Regions from separate parts of the Zea mays genome. Here region 2 is linked to region 1. The links are chromatin contacts, called in public Hi-C maps. All regions are on one chromosome and are shown on one strand. The core of a region is the stretch at or near the end of the contact, and the rest is flanking DNA. Distances in the headings are between cores, read along the strand shown. Region 1 overlaps LOC100193870 (MAG2-interacting protein 2). Region 2 holds the start of LOC103636117 (fructose-bisphosphate aldolase-lysine N-methyltransferase, chloroplastic).

Evidence for each region. A called contact is a pair of places that touch in the nucleus more often than the background predicts.
Region 2: a contact with region 1 is called in a Hi-C map of endosperm, with 2.2 times the contacts expected there. The contact joins the promoter of LOC103636117 here to the enhancer-like site in region 1. A contact is called at or near these places in 9 of 25 Hi-C or Micro-C datasets (ear, endosperm, leaf and 3 more).

The regions. Positions count from the first base shown.
Region 1 is chr8:150,208,025-150,213,289 of Zm-B73-REFERENCE-NAM-5.0, reverse strand. LOC100193870 (MAG2-interacting protein 2) reads right to left here. Exons shown (of 11, transcript NM_001359312.1): 9 at 4,567-5,265; 10 at 4,153-4,418; 11 at 1,054-3,730. The coding sequence ends at 1,154. Among protein-coding and RNA genes, the nearest start is that of LOC100193870, 13 kb to the right of the region's middle. Within about 2 kb of position 2,244, at least 2 of the 20 cell types and tissues checked have an H3K27ac peak or open chromatin away from gene starts, as enhancers often do. A contact at or near this core is called in endosperm and root tip, where this site is marked.
Region 2 is chr8:150,285,382-150,290,646 of Zm-B73-REFERENCE-NAM-5.0, reverse strand. LOC103636117 (fructose-bisphosphate aldolase-lysine N-methyltransferase, chloroplastic) reads right to left here and starts at 2,672. Exons shown (of 13, transcript XR_002264166.2): 1 at 2,102-2,672; 2 at 1,938-2,013.

The DNA of each region.
Region 1 (5,265 bases), core at 995-3,494:
GCGGTTCTAACTCCGGCGATCAATTACTTTCAATACGTGTGTCGTTGGCAAAATCCGAGAGGACCGCTGCGTTCGTCTCATCGAGGGCGTCGTTTTGGTGCTTTCGGTTCGTCGTCAATCAACGGATTTCTCCTCAGCTCCAGCGATGGTCTTCTTCTGTGGTGAGCAACCAACATGATTTGGGATCCTTGTGCTTCATTTTCTTCACTGTTTTGTGGCAGCCCCTCCCCGGCCGACCCCTCCCCTGCGTCGCCCACCCCCTTTCTCTCCCCTCTCCCCTCCCCTGCCTACGGCGCGGCGGGCGACCGTTCGACCCTAGCCGTGCCCCCCTCCTCCGCATGAGCCTTGGGCGCGGGCAACTTACCTGTCGTGCGCTGCAAGCCCCTCTCGAGCCAAGCCAGTCGAGCGCCTGCCCCTCCCCCCCTGCCCGCCCGAACCGCCCCCTCCTCTATGACTTTTCGTCTCTCCAAACCTACTCCCATAACCCTAGCAGCCGCCACCGGAGCTGCACGCCCGCCGGAGCTATGCCCCACCCTTCGCTAGAAGCTGCACAGTTAATGTACTGGTGGATATGTTTGGACAAACAAGGATAAAAAAGGAAATCTGAAATAGCGTATTTCAGAGTTGAATAGAAGTTGAATGGCATATGTGCAAGTTTAAGAAGTTTAGTGACACGTATCAAAACGTAGAAAATTGTAATGACACAAATATAATTAACCCTTCTTCTTTAGCCTGTGTGCTGTTTGCCGGGCCATAGTCTGTAATAAAGTACTTTAAGGGCTTGTTCGGTTATTGATATTACATGTGTATTGGAGTGTATTGGGTGGGATTGGGGTGGATTTTGACTTGTTATGGATTTAAACCGGCTCAATCCCACCCAATACATGTAGATTATCACCAAAACGAACAAGCCCTAAATGTGTAAACATGCTCTGCAGCCTATGTGGGCTTGTGTTGTTTGTTTGGTTGAAGGTTGGGGGATGTAGTTGTTTTTAGGTGGTTGTGTTTCTGAACCTAAAGAACTTTGTAGTTTTGGGATAACAATATGAAATCTTCCACCATTCACTTTTACCATTATCTAAAAAAACATTTTATGTTACAGGTACACCGGTAGTACAGCAAGAGTGTAAAAGTTAACTACACAGGACTTTGCCTACAACTCTTTGTTCGAAAGAGCTAATGCAGACTGCAGAAGAGAAACAAGTTTCGGCTGTAGGGTGGAGATTGTGTGCCTTACACAAACTTCACCGTCAGTGAGAGCAGCATCGCTCCCTCCCACCTCATCAAGTTGGGCAACCTGGCCTTGAAGGAAGCATCGCACACTGGTCTCGGTGATATCCATCAGGCCCAGAGATGGATGTGTGTGCATCCATCTCGAGATGACGAACCCAGCCAGAAGATACTGCCCTCCGAGGACCAGTTCAGATACAAAACATGGAAACAGAACTCTAGCGAACAGTAAAGATCTGTTGATCTTAGATGTTGCTTCGTTCCATTGTACGAGGAGATCAGTCTGGAATGACCTTGCAAGGTGCCCGACAAGATGGCATATGTAAGAGAAAAATTTAGAGTATGCCTCTTCTGTGATGATCTTCTGCATAGTTCCAGAGGAAAGAACCAAGGCAAGGAGCTCCTGATCATCAGCATTTGATGAGGTGGACACGATTCCTTCCCTCATTTTCACCTCCACCATCTGCAGGCACTGCAGTCTCAGAGATTCATATGGGAGTAGCAACACAGTTTTAAGGGCCATGAAGCAGTCCAGAGCAGATACAAGTTCAACCAAGCTGTGTGCTTCTTCTTCCTCTAGGAACACGCTGTGTTTCAAAGATGCTCGGTCTAGAAGTTCAAGTACCTTGTGCAGCTCACCAAGTTCAACACGTTTTCTGATAATCTCCATCCAGCAACTGTGGAGGGGATGCACAGATAACAACACACCCTCTTGTTTATTCTTTGGACTCTCCAACTCTTCCGGTAGCGCCTCCCAGCCATCATCCCATCCATCACTCCAGTCACTTGTTTCTTTTGGTGATTCATGAGGTGCAACATGCTCTTCTTTGGGGGAGAACAATTGCTCCCACTCTTCTAGCACTGCTTCAAAAACAGCAACGCTCACACCAGAAGCACGTTCTGACAATTTTAAAAAACAAGATACTGCAGAGTCAAGAGTTGCTAGGTTTTCTGGAGTGATATTAGCGTCAGGCAGAACTGCAGCGACCATCTGAGTAGATCTAAGTGCGACAAGAGTCCCTGTGATGCTGCTAGAGGAGTTGATACTCTCATCAGCTATGGCAGCACCCGCTCCATGCTCATACCATGATTCCCATGGCTCAACCTGACACACCATTTCATTTGGAAGAGATTTAAGGTTTCTTCCTGTGATACATTGCATCAGCTGTAGTGCATAGACTCGTAATTGGCTCTCTAGCTGCATGTCTTCCGAATAGCGGATTAACTTCCCCCAAACACCAGATCTGACCATTTCTAGAGCACCAGCATGTTTTCCCGTTGACCGGCTCAAAGATGACAGCAAATTATGAAGCAATATTCGATATTCGCAAGATTCCTCACTCAAATCCGACAAACACTTTTCTGTAGCAGCATTATAAAGTTCTAAGAGGTCCAAATAATTGCTTGGATCTGCATTCTCACTCCCTAACTGTCCTTGTCCTCCAAAGTATACTTCAACTACAGATTCAAAACTGCAGCCTGATAGAATCATAGCTCGACAAAAGCATGGTGTTTCCATCATCTTTCCATTTCTAAGGCAATCTTTTACATACATGGAAATGGCATCCCAACCTTGGTGCAGTGCTATCTCATCAATTATTAATAGCTGCCTGAAAGCTCTCATGCACAGAGATAACCTATTTGAATTTAAGTAGTCTGTTCTTCCATATGAGCAAGCATCAATTGAATCCCCCGGTATGTCATCAACAACTTTAGACCAAAATTCTAGTAGCGTGGCAAGAGGTTTCCTCCATGAAGGTTCCTGTGGATGGCTTCGTGCTAAGTTAGATGGAAAGCAAAGGGTGCAATACCTTCTTACAATATATGAAATATCTGTGGCTGGAAGAGCTTGGATGTACTCCCTGCAACTATCATAGTTCAACTCAAATTCGCATAGGGAAGCCTGCAACTTTTCATAATCTGTGTTGTTCGATTGTGCTTCACTGCGGCCTTCAAGTGATGCCAGCAACCCCAGAACATAGTGCTTGTAAACACCTTGTTGTGATATGAGTCCCTTGGCCAGTACATCAACATACATACTCACAAGAGACTGTACCATATCGGCTATAGCAGTGACGGTGGAGGCATGGATATTCTTGCATACTTCGTCATTGAAATGCTCAAAGTTCAGATTATCCAGTCCAGCAATGTTTTTAAAGTTCAAGCCATCAATGAAGCAGACTTTCTTGCACTCTTCCTCAAGTACCTTATAGTACTGAAATGGTTCAAGCTTATGGGTATGCACATGCACTGGGTATCTCAATTCTATCTCATTGGTCCTCTTCAGATATGAATGACATGCTGAAAGAATGCCGTAAATGTAAGAAAGACGTTGTTTATTATACCCATCTATCTCCAGATAGACATCTGAATATATCATATCGATCACACCCTTAGCTGAGCTGACAATATCCTCCCGGAATTCAGAAATTTCGTTCAGAATATCATTGTTATCCCAGTATTCAGACACAAGACTGCAGGCGAGAAATCGTAAAAGCACCTAAAAATCCAAGCAACCATATGAGATTGTAAAACATCATGAGACAAAACTGCAGGTGAGAAATTTACATATAAAAAAACTCGACCTGCGGGGGTAAGACCGCTTCCACGGCATTATATTAAGAAAAAGACCTTCTAACGCAGGTCACTAAACCCCCCGAACCCTTGCCCCACCCATACACAGCGGAACCGTAGCCCATGTGAGAACAACCGCGACCGGGGCGAGACCTTAGACCTGTGCTTTGGTGTGGGATAGACGAGGTGATTTTGTAACCACAGCCTGAAATTCGCTCCCACGGGGAGTCGAACCCACGACCTGAGGAGTGCTAATCAGACCACCTAACCAACTCAAGTAGAGGCCCTTTCGCTAGAAATTTACATATAAAGAAAACAAAAATATAAGCTCAGATGTGTGAGAGAGACCTCAGTTCGTTGCAACCCATATGCCTCAGCTATCCGCACTGCTTCCTTGAGTATGTGTTTTTTCTCCATCTTTACAGAATTAACAAAGGAGTAAACTACTATTTTGATATAATTAACATCACCAGACAAGAATCGAGATGTGTCTATATCAGGTAATATCTGCTTGAGCATCCGCGCTTGATCAGCCAGTTGTTTATCCTCTTCTAACTTTGATTTCCATTCTCTCCAGAAGGTTGTATTTGCCATATCAACCTGGTCTAAATCATCTGTCAAAGTTGGTAGAAACAAAATGAATATGGTATGTATTAGCACAAAAACAATTCAAATAAAACTCAGCAGAAGATTGAGCTCAGCAGAATATTCAATAGTAAAATAGTGACCATATTGATGACTTGTTGATTTTAGTACACCTACCGGTATCGGCTGAGGTGAACTTCTCATGAAATTTGTGAAGCAACAGGTTTCTCCTCTGTTCAGGAGTGGAGCACTCTTTCTTAGAATTATTGAGGGAACTATATAACATTCCTACACTCATTATGCTGCTAATTTCTTGATAAGATTCTCGTCTTTTTAGCTCTTCCTCTATTATTTTCACTCCATTGAAAGGGTCCATGAGATTCAAAAGAACCGAGCAGCCAAGTACATCAAACTCTTCATCAATGGGAGGCTCCATTATAGACTTTGCAAGAATCATGATTATATTATCATTGGGGGCCAAACCATTTATAACTAACCAATATATGATACTGGTTGCTGCTTTTACTTTTGTTGAAAATCGACATCTCCTAGTGAGATGATCCATTATTTCACCATCACATGCTTCATTACTGAACAATTTCAAAAGCCATGGTAATACCAGTGCTCCAAAGCACAACAATTTCCGGTTTTCTTCCAACATAGACTCCCAATTATGTGTGTCTCCATTAGAAAAGTCCAAGCAAACTTTTGACAGCATGTCTTTAACAATTCCCACAAGGTCGCTACGTCTATCATGGCCATTGTCATCTCTCAGGTCAAGTATGTCTTGCACACTTTGTACAGGAAGTGGTGTGATTGAAGATCCATCAATCAAGAAATTGGGAGGATTTGTTGCGGTTGTAATCATTAATTTCT
Region 2 (5,265 bases), core at 1,423-3,922, 77 kb before region 1:
TAGGGGGCGGACCCTCATGCTACACGGGGGGCAGCTTTCGTGACCTTTCTCGGTCGGGGCTCCAATTGACCTTCTTCTTAATATAATGACGGTCTTTCCCCTACCGGCTGAGTTTTTTAGAATCAGCAGTGGATTGCACACATCACACCGGCAAAATATACAAGCACAAATGCATTTACAAGGATGAAACAGAAATAAAAATCGATTTTTAATGCTGCTTCGACAACCTGCAATCTTGACTAATAACAAAACATCCTAACGAAAAATGCAAACAACAAACACAATGACATGAAAAAAAACTATGAAAACTGAAACAGGAAAAAAGAGGTAAAGTTGTTATGTATTCCTAATCAGCTTCCAAGTTCCAAGGTACAAAATTTTGAGACATGATAGATGTTTCCACGGATGTCAAGTTATAGGTACGACCTAATGCCTCCTGCTCTCCTCTTTCTTACTTTGTACAAGCACTTGAATCTGACCTAAATAGTGCGCATACATGATGCTAGTGGCTGCAAACTAGAATGCTAAATAACACAAAGGCACACCCAAAAGCTTGGACATAATAATGCAGTACATGAGAATGGGACAAGCAGCCTGTATTTCGGGGAAAGGCCTAAAAGTCTAAAGCAATTCCTCTTGTATCTTGATTATTACTCCCTCTCGCTGTTTTTGTTTCTGTATTCCTTATTTATCCACTGGGACAATCTGGTTGGTTCTTTGCGCCGAGTTTTGGCGTAGCAGCTATATTTCGGTTCATCCTTTTCTTCCAAGGATTTCATAATTGGACGTTGAACCCATTTCATATGATGGGAGTTGCCGGAGTATTAGGCGCAGCTCTGCTATGCGCTATCCACGGGGCTACCGTAGAAAACACTCTATTCGAAGATGGCGATGGTGCAAATACCTTCCGTGCTTTTAACCCAACTCAAGCTGAAGAAACTTATTCAATGGTCACTGCTAACCGCTTTTGGTCCCAAATCTTTGGTGTTGCTTTTTCCAATAAACGTTGGTTACATTTCTTTATGCTATTTGTACCCGTATCAGTATATAAGGCGTAAACACCTTTAATTCAAAGACCAAGAAAAGTATTTAATTCTCTCTATACCACTGTATCGATGTACGTGTGTCTCGAAAGAGCACACCTTATATTATGGGACAGAAACAAAAGTGATTACGCCTTATATTATGGGACGGAGGGAGTACAAACATGCCTCTAAGAGCATCTCCAACAACGTGACCTATAAAAATGCCCTATAATTTGAAAATGAGTATATTTTATAGAATTTAGGGCACCAATAAAACACCCCGCTCCAACAGTAAAGCCCCAAATCTAGATTATACGGCAGCCCACTACGGTGTAGTATATTTGAGTCACTTGAGAGGATGCCCTATAGTTTTTTGACAAAATTTTATGAAATTGGGCACTGTTGGAGTAGTTTTTTCTGTGTAGAGCCCTATATTTCAATTTAAGGCACTAGTTTGAGGCATTGTTGGAGATGCTCTAAATGTTGAAAAACAATAGGGCATCTACTCAAGAGTAAGACAGGAATGAGCACATGCCGCTAAATGTTGAAAATCAATAGACCCGTGTTCAGGGCATCTACTCAAGAGTAAGACAGGAATGAGCAGGCCACATAAACTTAGAGCAAAGTATGTTCGCGATTAGCAGAAAAATGTGGAACAGCTCAATTATTGACTTATTCAGATACTAAGGCCCTGTTTGGATCTCTATAGATAGTAGTTAGCTGCTAATATTATCTCTTTTGGATCCTAACAGCTATATATAATAGACTACCTAATTGTTAGCTAGACCTATAGATAACAATTATCTCACTAGCCCAATGTACGGCCACGAAATGTAACTCCCAAATTCAGTAATTCCTAGGAGTGATAGAACTGAATATAATATATATTACAAGAGCCACATGCTATCTCACCTATTGATTCGTCCCCGAGCACCCGCTCCAGCGTGACGACGAGGGACATTGGCACCTCGAACGCCACATCTCCCTCCTGCGCCACAAAAGAGCCAACCAACAAAATCCAGGTCATGATACCGTCATTACTGCAGGAAAGAAAAATCACTTGCTGCCACGTCAACCTGGAGGTCGACGCCGGCGGCGACGTAGCGCAGCGGCCGGTCCTTGCCGTCACGCAAGCAGGGCACCGGCCGCTCCCGGATGTCCACTTTGCCCGGGGGAAGGCCGCGCGCGCGCAGCCAGTCGACGAAGCAGTCGGTGGAAGATTCGGAGGAAGGCTCTACCGCGGGTACCAGCGGTGTGCGGACCTCCGATGATGACGAGGGGAGGAGGGTGTCGGCGTGGCAGGAGGCGAAGCGGAGGCGCGGGCGGGGCCGGGGGAGGCGGCGCGGGGAGGATGGGAGGAGGAGGCGACCGTGGTGAGAGCCTGAGACCGCGGCGGCGGCCGCCGCGGGGGAGACGGAGGCCATGAACGTTATTAAGGATCTGGGAAATCGGGCGGGGAGAAGCGGGGCGACGGTTGTGAGTTGTGACGGGGAGGCGAGGGCTGACGGCGAAGAGCGGCGGAGGTCTGGTGTGTGGATGAGGTGCGATAATTGGGCCAGGTGGACCGTGGACGGATATTATGCTGTGGGTTTCATATCATTTTCTTTTCAAAAATGTTCTGGATTTTGATTTGGCTAGTGTCAAGGTGAGAAGCAATCTAGATCATGAGCGGCGTTAACTATCTCGTTTTTATTAATTTTTCGGTGTTAACCGGAAACGAGAAATCGCCGGAAAACCGTTGAATTTTGAGTTTCTCCGCCAGTTTGATTTTAAAATTTAGAAAACGAGATTTGGATTTCTCGGCCGAAAGTTGTTGTTCCTCGAGCCATATTCACCGAAAAATGATGATTAAGTTTGAAAAAAAATGATAAGATTTTCATAGCATATAGGCTAAGGATCACATATTTAGTTCGAGTCATAGTTTTTCATGCATGGTTGAGGGCTTGAGGCATCCGTGTGTGTGTGTCTATATATATATATATATATATATATATATATATATATATATATATATATATATATATATATATATATATATATATATATATATATATATATATATATATATATATATATATATATATATATATATATATAGTCGGTTGCCCGTGCGTTGCGACGGCTTACAATAATACCCACGTAAACTATCTATCAAAAAAATTCAAGATTTTTTATTTATTGTCTTCGCTCTCTGTATAATATATTTTTTGATTTGGCTAACTGATGTTATTGTTTACTCCATGCAATATGTCTTGGTACAACACGACCAATGAAGTGAGCGATTAGAAGAGAGTTCACAATGATTGATTGAATGAACAATGATTATAAAATGACATAATTCCATCATACAGAGACCAAATAAGAGATAGTTTATGAGATCAAGTTTCTAAAATAAGTCCCATAAAGTCAAACTTATAAAAAAAGATAGATCAAAATATAGAGTGATTGCTAAAGTCAGGCATAAATAAAAACTGTATGCGCTATATATAAATTATGCTATTTCGTAGCAATTACTAATATTTAAAACCATCAAATAACCTTTCATTCTGCTATTAGTGTGACAAATCATTGCTGCTCCATCCAATTCAGCAACCTCAAACACCATGTAGTCCATTGCGCCAATATGGTCTCATAAACGACCTAATGTTTGCAAGAGCCAAGAACGTTGTGCCGTGCTTGGGCTGTAGCCTCGACCCGTAGTGCTGGCCCGGGCTGACACGATTATTTTTTTATTTTACAAAAAAACGTATATACCTATATACAATTTATATTCAATATTAAAAACATTTTAGCGTGATATTCTACTGGTTAGACAGTTTCACCTAGTGTCTCATGCCCTTTTTTCATCAGGCCATGGGTTCGAACCTCACCTTCTACACTATTTTTTAACATTTTACGTCGATTTAATTAAATGGATCGACGGGCTAACGGGCTGGCCCGACACAGTTAGCAGGCCGACATGACGTGTCTGTGTCATAGTTGTGGCCCGCGTGCATCTAGCCCGTGTCGAGCGTCGTTTGACATTTATAGATGTGCAACAGATTAATTTGAAATAGCTGTGAGGAGTTATTTGTAAAAAAAATGACGCATGACGACTGTTGAAACTGGTGCTTTAAATATAGTATATATATATATATATATATATATATATATATATATATATATATATATATGGAAGAGGTAATGACAGCCCTGTGCTTCCCCTACTAATGGAAGCCTCAGTCAGGACGTGGTCGACCCAGCACCTGTGTCCTGGCTCGGGCCGATTCCAGCGTAAAACGTGAGCTAAAACAACGTAAATGAGGTCGACCCAGCACCTGTGTCCTGTCTCGGGCCGATTCCAGCGTAAAACGTGAGCTAAAACAACGTAAATGAGTACGAAATTTAGCGTAAATCCTATATCTGTCTTGTAACAGCAAACAGAGCCCAAAATTACGGCGTGAAAATCGTGTGCAGCCGATCGTGCGCGGGTTCTGGCTCGGGCTGATTTCAGCGTAAAACGTGAGCTAAAACAACGTAAATGAATACAAAATTTAGCGTAAATCATATATATGTTTTGTAACAGCAAACGGGGCCCAAAATTACGGCGTGAAAATCGCGTGCAGCCGATCGTGCTAGGGTTCTGGCTCGGGTGGATTTAATCATAAAACGTGATCCGAAATATCATAAATGAATACGAAATTTACGTAAATTATAGACCTGTTTCGTAACAGCGATCGTGCATGGATTCTGGCTCGGTCAAATTTCAGCATAAAACGTGAACCAAAACAGCGTAAAAGGGTAAAAATTTTAGCGTACATCATCAATTTATTTCGTAACGATGAATAGGGCCTAAATTACGGCGAGGCGCGGGTCGAACTCCTCCAGACAGCGGGTGGGCTTATTCTCCGACGACATGATGACGACGAGGATGTCCCTGAGCGCCGTCGACTCCTTGACACGCTTGAGCAGCTCGTACCCAGTCATCCCAGGCACCACCGCCTTCCTGCTGTTGTTGGCCTTTGGCGCAGGGGACGGCGCCACAGACGCTGGAGCGGCAGAGGCGGTGGCCATCACAGAGACTGTGAATCATATAGGCCCCTTGGTGATGTTTTGGTAATTAATAACAACTTCTAGTGGGCTAACAGTTCTTGGAGAAATAAGAATGCAGGGTTGGACCACATAGAACAGGAAATATTGGAGATTCATACGCATTGGTTGTGGATCAAGTGAAGGCAAAGGTATAACATAGGTTTCGTTT